Regions from separate parts of the Macaca mulatta genome. Here region 1 is linked to region 2. A link is a contact called in public Hi-C data. All regions are on one chromosome and are shown on one strand. Each heading gives the region's core, a stretch centred on a gene start, on an enhancer-like site or on the middle of the called end of the contact. The rest is flanking DNA. Distances are from core to core; before and after follow the strand shown.

Region 1 (4,269 bases), core at 451-2,950, 860 kb after region 2:
GTGCCTGGCCCCAAAATTATATTTCCAGCTCCTTTTTGCCTAAACCCTACAAATGTACAACACCCTAGTCTATATCTCTGCTTGATTCTAAAAAGCATCATAAACTGAACCAAACACTTAATATTCCCCCACCAAACTGCTCCTTTTATAGTCTTTTCCATTTCCTTATTTTAGTAAATAGAAATTATCTTCTTCCAGTTGTCAAGCCAAAAACATTGGAATCATCCTTGAATCCTCTTTCTCTCACAGCCCACATCCATTGCGTCATTCCATCTTCAAAATGTATCCAGAATTTTACTACTACTCACCACCTCTGCCATCACCCGTATCCAAGTTACCATTAATTTTCACCTGTATTATAATAGTAGCTTCCTGACTCTCATCCGGATTACTGTAGTAGCCTCTTACCAAATCCTGCCCGAAAGGCCAAGCAATGTAAGGGCTGACAGATGATTAGGGGATTCGGCAATGTGGAGGTAACTGGCAACCTTCACAAGATTGCTTTCACTGGAGTGGTAGCCCTCGAAGAACGGGATAATGATAGAACTGGATTACACTCTGTAGTAGAATCGTTTTCTTTCTTCTTCTTTTTTTTTTTTTTAGATGGACTTTCACTCTTGTTGCCCAGGCTGGAGTGCAATGGCGCGATCTTGGCTCACCACAACCTCCTCCTCCCGGGTTCAAGTGATTCTCCTGCCTCAGCCTCCCGAGTAGCTGGGATTACAGGCATATGCCACCATGCCCGGCTAATTTTGCATTTTTAGTAGAGATGGGGTTTCTCCATGTTGGTCAGGCTGGTCTCGAACTCCCGACCTCAAGTTATCCACCCGCCTCGGCCTCCCAAAGTGTGGATTACAGGCGTGAGCCACCGCGCCCGGCCTATAGTAGAATCTTTATGCTCCCTAGAGTGTATTCGCCTTCTTCATCCTGTTATAACTCACCAAGAAAATTCCCTTTTCAGAGCCTTTGCACTTGCTGTTCCTTCGGCCTGACCGCCCTTCTTCCAGTCACATCTACTTGTTACCATTCCTGAATTCTGGTACCTGTTAATGACAGTTTCTGAGAGGTTTCTTTTATCGCACTATTTAAAATAGCACCTCCCACTCTCTATCCTTGTGTTTTCCATAATTTTTCTTCATCGCTTTTATCACTTTCTGAATATATCTGCAGAGCTCCCCTAACCCTACACACAGTGGAATGTAAGCTCCATGAGAGCAGGGGCTTTGTTTTGTTCACCCCTGTATGCCATAAAACCATAAAACCATGCCTGACAAACAGTGGGCACTCAATATCTGTTCAGTGAATAAATAAATAACCTTCGTCTGAAACGTATATAGTTACGTTACGTATATAGACCATCACCTAGTAAACCGTCTGGGAATAACAGGCACTCCGAAGGCCCCAGTCTCAGCCAGACGGCTACCACGTGACCTTCCTGAGCTTGGGTTTTCTCCTCGGAAAGATTAGAGGGTTGGTGCATACTCAACTCTAAGACCTCCGGAAGATGGAATCTGGGCATGCACCATTATTGACACCTAAGCCAGCCGTCCCTTTCTTAGAAAACATACGGTAGCGCCTCCACCCTCGCTCAAATCTCGGGAAAGGAGGGGCGGAGGGTGAATGTCATCACTCCGCGCCCGCCTGCCCGCGACGCGCCGGCGGGTGGCGCAGCCCTTCGCTCGCCCGGCCTCCCCCTCCCTGGTTCCGCGCTCTGGTTCCGCCATGGAATCCAACAAGGATGAAGCTGAGCGCTGTATCAGCATCGCCCTCAAGGCCATCCAGAGCAACCAGCCCGACCGGGCGCTCCGCTTCCTGGAGAAGGCACAGCGGCTGTACCCGACGCCGCGAGTTCGCGGTGAGTGTGAGGTGTCGGAGAGACTGGGGACATTAGAACTGATGGGGGGAACACGGGAACGGACCGACTGGAGCAGTTGGAGGAGGGGGAGGGGTGGCGAGGCGCGGCTACGCCTGCGCACTGAGGCGCGCGGTGGCTGCTGGGAGGCGTAGTTTTTCCCTCGCGCTCCTCTGCGGGATGCGAGCCATCTGGAGACTCGGGCGCCCGGGACTTCAGCTTTAGGTGTGCTCGCGGAATCCGCTGGGATCTGAGGTCTCCGAGAATGAAACGCGCGGGCAGCCAGGACGAAGGGAACTTACCTAGAAGTGAACTCGAACTACTTTTCCCAAGGGGCCGTTCGGTGGCCCAGGCCAGTAGCCGGCCTGGGAAGTATCATAGTTCAGGAAAATAAACATAACTCCTTTGAGGGAGAGAATGGGCGCTAGACGGGGAGAGACTTCCGTCCTTCGAGCGCAAGGGAAAGGCGCTTCCGTATCTTCACTGCCTTTCACGTCTCGGGCTGAGGGTCGGGGACCACCCTCCCAAAATGCTAGCCGGCCTTTACACCCACCCCAGTCCGCCGCTTCCTACGGTCTGTCCTGAGGCCGGTTGCCTCACTCCTCCTGATGATGAGATTCGAAGTGTGTGGCCTGATGGGAGGTGTTGGTCTCAGCCACCCCAGCCCTCCATCGCCCGCAAGAGTCCAGCGGCAGCCGCTATGTGGACGCCGAGGCTGCTGAGTGACCCTGGACAGGAGGCTCCTGAGCCAGGCAGGGAAGAGTGAGGCTGGCTTTACAACTCATCACCTCGCTTCACCCGGGAACCCTTTCTTTTTCCTTTAACCTAAGTTTTCCAAGGAGTTTTTCTTAATCCAAGCTAGAGGGGAGAAAGACACCGGGTGGTGCTTGTGATCACCACTTAGTAAACCGTCAGGGAATAACAGGCACTCCGAAGGCCCCAGTCTCATCCTGACGGCTACCACGTGACCTTCCTGAGCTTGGGTTTCCTCCTCGGGAAGATTAGAGGGTTGGCGCAGATAATGTGATTGGCAATAATACCCATAGGGCTTTGCAGTTTAGGAAGCTCCTTCGCCTGTGCCTTCTTACTTGAGCCTGCCAGTCAGGGAGGCAGAGCAAAGATCATTATCTGTATTCTATGGGTGAGGAAAATCTCTGAGGTAAGGGATGCCCAAGATGACACAGCTAGAAAGTGGAAAGTTCTGTGACTCTGTAAATGTTTATGAAAGAAAAGAAATGAAATTGAGGAACAGCAGTCAGCCTCCTAACCGGCCCTGCCCTCCTGATGAGACTGAGAAGCGGGAGGCTGGTGGAAGAGGTAGCCTGGACTGCTGAACTTTCCTCCCTCCAGACTCTTGCAGGTTGATCTTTGGCCTGTTTGCCTCCCCTTGGAGAGGGTTTCGGGCTGTATTTGTCAGGACACCTGAGGTAACCTGCTCGAGGAGCCTCCCTATGAATTAATTGGTATTCTGTGGTGGGGCGTGGTCCCTCCAGCTGTCAGAATTCTGCCTGACACTGATGCTGCTGCGGGCTCGGGACCTGGCAGCCAAGAAAGAATGGGCCACAGGGCCTGTGGGGATCTTTCTGTCAGCAGGCCCCCTACACCAGTTCAGGAGCTTGAAGGAGTGTCCTCTCTCAGGCTCGGGCTCTGGAATTTGCTGAGACAGAAGAATCACCTGCCTGCATATTTGTCATATTTGTGCTTTTCTTCAAAGACTATGAGACTATACGCCTTATGCATCTGTGTAAACTCTACCATCTGCAGCCCTCCACTGAGCTGACAAGGACCTGGGATTAGTTTAGGTCTGGGACAGGGAAAGATCTTACTTCAAAAATAGAGGGCAGGGCTACCCATTGGGCTCCCTGCCTCCCCAGGGGGAGTAATACAGATACATTAGGTGGCAGTCTATTGCTTTGGGTTTAGGCTTATCCCAGATGCTCATTCAATGCAGCAGACTTTTGTTGAAGATCATTTATGTTTTGTTTTGTTTGCAAAGTCCTCTGCTTGGTGCTGGCAAGATTGGTAAAATGTGATCCCTCACCTCAAAAGAGCTTATAATCTAGTGAAAGAGACAAACTTACAGAAATAAATATTACAAGGCAGAACTGTGATTAAACAAAAAATAAGCCCAGGGTTTGATGCCAAGGGCTTAAGGACAGGCGTGAAAAAATCAGTCCCCATCATCCATGGGTTCACAGTCTGATGGTGGGGAGGAAGTGTGGAGGACAATCTCCTGAACATTAAATTATAAGCAGTGTAGTGAGTGCTGTAGCAAGTGCATAAAAATAATGTTATCTCACGGCGAGGGAATGTTTTGGGGATGACAGGAGTTAGCATTTGAACTGTGCTTTGGAGGAAGGTGTGAGACTTGAGTAAAGGCATCCTGGGAGAAGTCAGGGGAGCTGAAAGTTGTAAGA
Region 2 (3,643 bases), core at 694-3,193:
TTCACTTATAGTTAATATGTAATTAATATATTTATGGTTGCTAAAATTATATAGTTCCATGAAGGAAAAAAAATTGAAATTTGGGGTTAAAACCCAAGCTCAACTCCTGAGTTTTTTGGCTATATAATCTTAAAATGTGTAACATTTCTGATATAATTTCACCTCCTGAGAGGCTGAAGATAATCATACTCATTTTACAGAGTTGTTAAGAAGATCAAAAAGTGAAGTCAGCTGGGCATGGTGGCTCAAGCCAGCACTTTGGGGGGCCAAGGTGTGAGAATTGTTCGAGTCCAGGAGTTTGAGACCAGCCTGGGCAACATAGTGAGACCCTGTCTCTACCAAAAAAAAATTTTGTTTAAATTAGCCAGTTGTGGTGGTGTGCACCTGTAGTCCCAACTACTCGGGAGGCTACATTGTGAGGATCATCTGAGCCTATAGGTGGAGGCTGCAGTGAGCAAGGATTGCACCACTGCCCTCCAGCCTGGACAACAGAGCAAGACCATGTCTCCAAAAAAAAAAAATAAATAAAGTGAAGGCCCTTTTGGAAGTGTAAAGCATTAATAAATGTTTGACACTATTATTACTTTCTAAATTATTATACAACACTTTAATCAGGGTAAGGGATGGATCTTTTTTATTATTTATTTATTTATTTATTTATTTATTTATTTAGAGACAGAGTTTCACTCGTCACCCAGGCTGGAGTGCGATGGCGTGATCTCCGCTCACTGCAACCTCTGCCTCTCAGGTTCAAGTGATTCTCCTGCCTCAGCCTCCCAAGTAGCTGGGATTACAGGCGCCTGCCACCACGCCTGGCCAATTTTTTTTTTTGTATTTTTAGTAGAGATGGGGTTTCGCCATGTTGGCCAGGGTGGTCTCGAACTCCTGGCCTCAAATGATCCGCCCGCCTCAGCCTCCCAAGGTGCTGGGATTACAAGTGTGAGCCACAGCGCCCGGCCGTGGGGGTGGATCTTTTTAAAGCCAGAAATATTTGCTCTCTAAAGTCTCAAAAGCAAAACTGATCTTTATGGATTCTGGTGCTTAATTGCAGAGGTGGGGAGGCAGTATGTGTGATGGTTATGACCACAGGCTTCAGCATCAGATCGACATCAGGTTTGTACCTCTCAGCTCTACCACCTTCAAGCTGTGTGATCTTTGGCATGCTACAACCTTTAATTCTGGGATCTTTATCTGTAGAATGTGCAAAATAATGTTCCCAAACTGATATCATTGATAGGAGTGAGCAAATGTATGTAAATAGCTTTGCACAGTGTCAAGTGAGCACTTTCCTGGAGCCCTCAGGAACTAAGCCTTAATAGCTTAGTTATTAAGCTATTAATAACTTCTCGAGCTATCGTGGCCATTAACAATGGGACCTGAAGCACTGCGGATGCTACAAATGCTTCAGCGGACCCAGTGCCTGAGTTCAGGAATTACAGACCAAGGGCGACACGCCCTCAGCTGGAGATGGAGGAAGAAGGGGCAGCGTCCAGCAGGGCAGAGAGGAGAGAATTCCGAAGAAAAATCTCTCCCTAGCCCTGGGAAAGGAAAGGAACGAAGGACTGGTCAAGGAGGGTCCCCAGAGCGCCCGCGGCCCGCCCCGGCTGGGGTGGCTGAGCAGTCCACTCACAGCTCCAAGCTCTGTGGCACCGTCTTCCTACTGTATCTGGAGATCATCCTCCTCCTCCTCCTCCTCCTCAGCCGCGGCCGGGGCGGGCACGCCAGGGTGGGGGCCTCCGGGCCTGGCCCTCCCGCCAGCTCCGGCCCGGCCCCCTCCCGCCACCTACCGGCCCCGTCTTGCCCCGTCGCCTAGACTCCGAGCCGCCACCTCCCCAGTGTCCCCACCTCTCCAGTTCTCCGACCTCCCCGCCTTGCCGCGGGGGCGGAAGTGACGAAGGCACCCGGGCACCCGCAGAATGCTCTCACCGACGCACAGCAGTGACGACACACAAGGTTCCGGGGACTGAGCGGGTTTCAGGCTTTCAGGATTTCTGCTGGCCACAGGTCCCGGGCAGGCGTCGGGACAGAGCCTGATCTAGGCTTCGGCGGCCTGTGGCAGCTCTCGATCAGCTCTCGATCAGCTCTCGGAGTCGGAGAGGCGGCTAAGGAAAGGTGCCACAGCAGAGACGCGCAGGAGAGGCCCTGGAACCGTAAGATAAATTGGCTTCATTTTGTTAGATGGCAGGAGGGAGCCTAGACCGGATAAGGAGCACTAGACTCCAAGTCAAGCCCCTGCTGCTTAGTCGCTTCTCTTTCTGTGCTCTGGGTTTTCTCATATGTACAGTGAGGCATTCACCTGAGTAGTGATCATAGAGTCCCTTCAAGTTCTGACACCAAATTCTGCATGATGAGGTGTGTTTGGCGTTATGGGGTGAATGGGTAAAATTACTGTCTGTCCCTCTGCGTTGAAAGGCAAAATGATGATTTGGCCAGACTGTGGTGAGTGGGTGTCTGGACAGAAGAAGTAGGTTCCTTATGAATCTCTTAGAAAGCTGAGTAAGATTGGAATCGTGGAGTTAGGGTGGTGCATCCACCGCGGTTCCTTCCTTTACCAAGCATCACCTGGCAGCAAGAATAAACTAGTACTCTTATTTAGGAAAACCCTTAGAAAATTAAGAGATAAGTAAGGAAAACCCCTAGGAAATTAAGAAATATCAATGTGACCTCCGTCAAAATACCAATGACATTCTTCACAGTCATAGAAAAAAGATCCTAAAATTTATATGGAACCACAAAAGACCCAGAATAGCCAAAGCTATCCTGAGCAAAAAGAACAAAACTGGAAGAATCACATTACCTGACTTCAGATTATACAACAGAGTTATAGTAACTAAAACAGCAGGGCACTGGCATAAAAAGAGGAACAGAATAGAGAACCCAGAAACAAATCCATATGTCTGCAGTGAATTCATTTTCAACAAAGGTACCAAAAACATACATTGGTGAAAAGATAGTCTCTTCAATAAATGGTACTGGGAAAACTGATACCCATATGCAGAAGAATGAAACTAGACCCACTACCTCCCACCATATACAAAAATCAAGTCAAAATGGATTAGAGACTTAAATCTAAGCCCTAAAACTATGAAACTACTAAAAGGAAATATTGGGGAAACTCTCTAGGACATTGGAGTGGGCAAAGATTTCCTGAGTAATACCCCACAAACAGAGGCAACCAAAACAAAAATGGACAAATGGGAGCACATCAAGTTAAAAAGCTTCTACACAGCAAAGGAATTAATCGACAAAGTGAAGAGAGAACCCACAGAATGGGAGAACATATTTGCAAATTACCCATCTGACAAGGAATTAATAACCAAAATATATAAGGAGCTCAAACAACTCTCTAGGAAGCAGTCTAATAATTGATTAAAAATTGGACAAAAGCTCTGAATAGACATTTCTCTAAAAAGACATACAAATGTCAAACAGGTTTATGAAAAAGTTCTCAATATCATTGATCATCAGAGAAATGCAAGTCAAAGCTACAGTAAGATAGCATCTCACCCCAGTTAAAATGGCTGTTATCCATAAGACAGGCAATAACAAATGCTGGCAAGGATTTGGAGAAAACACTGTTGATGAGAATGTAAATTAGTGCAGTCACTATGGAGAACAGTTTTGGAGATTCCTCAAGAAACTA

Evidence for each region. A called contact is a pair of places that touch in the nucleus more often than the background predicts.
Region 1: a contact with region 2 is called in a Hi-C map of liver, with 8 times the contacts expected there. The contact joins the promoter of DNAJB12 here to the promoter of ECD in region 2. A contact is called at or near these places in 5 of 14 Hi-C or Micro-C datasets (CD4 T cells, blood, fetal cortex germinal zone and 2 more).

The regions. Positions count from the first base shown.
Region 1 is chr9:77,257,889-77,262,157 of T2T-MMU8v2.0, forward strand. DNAJB12 (DnaJ heat shock protein family (Hsp40) member B12) reads left to right here and starts at 1,701. Exons shown (of 9, transcript XM_028826503.2): 1 at 1,701-1,855. The coding sequence starts at 1,723.
Region 2 is chr9:76,394,415-76,398,057 of T2T-MMU8v2.0, forward strand. It overlaps ECD (ecdysoneless cell cycle regulator), which reads left to right and starts at 1,944. Exons shown (of 14, transcript NM_001261188.1): 1 at 1,944-2,150. FAM149B1 (family with sequence similarity 149 member B1) reads right to left here and starts at 1,792. Exons shown (of 14, transcript NM_001261753.1): 1 at 1,631-1,792. The coding sequence starts at 1,677.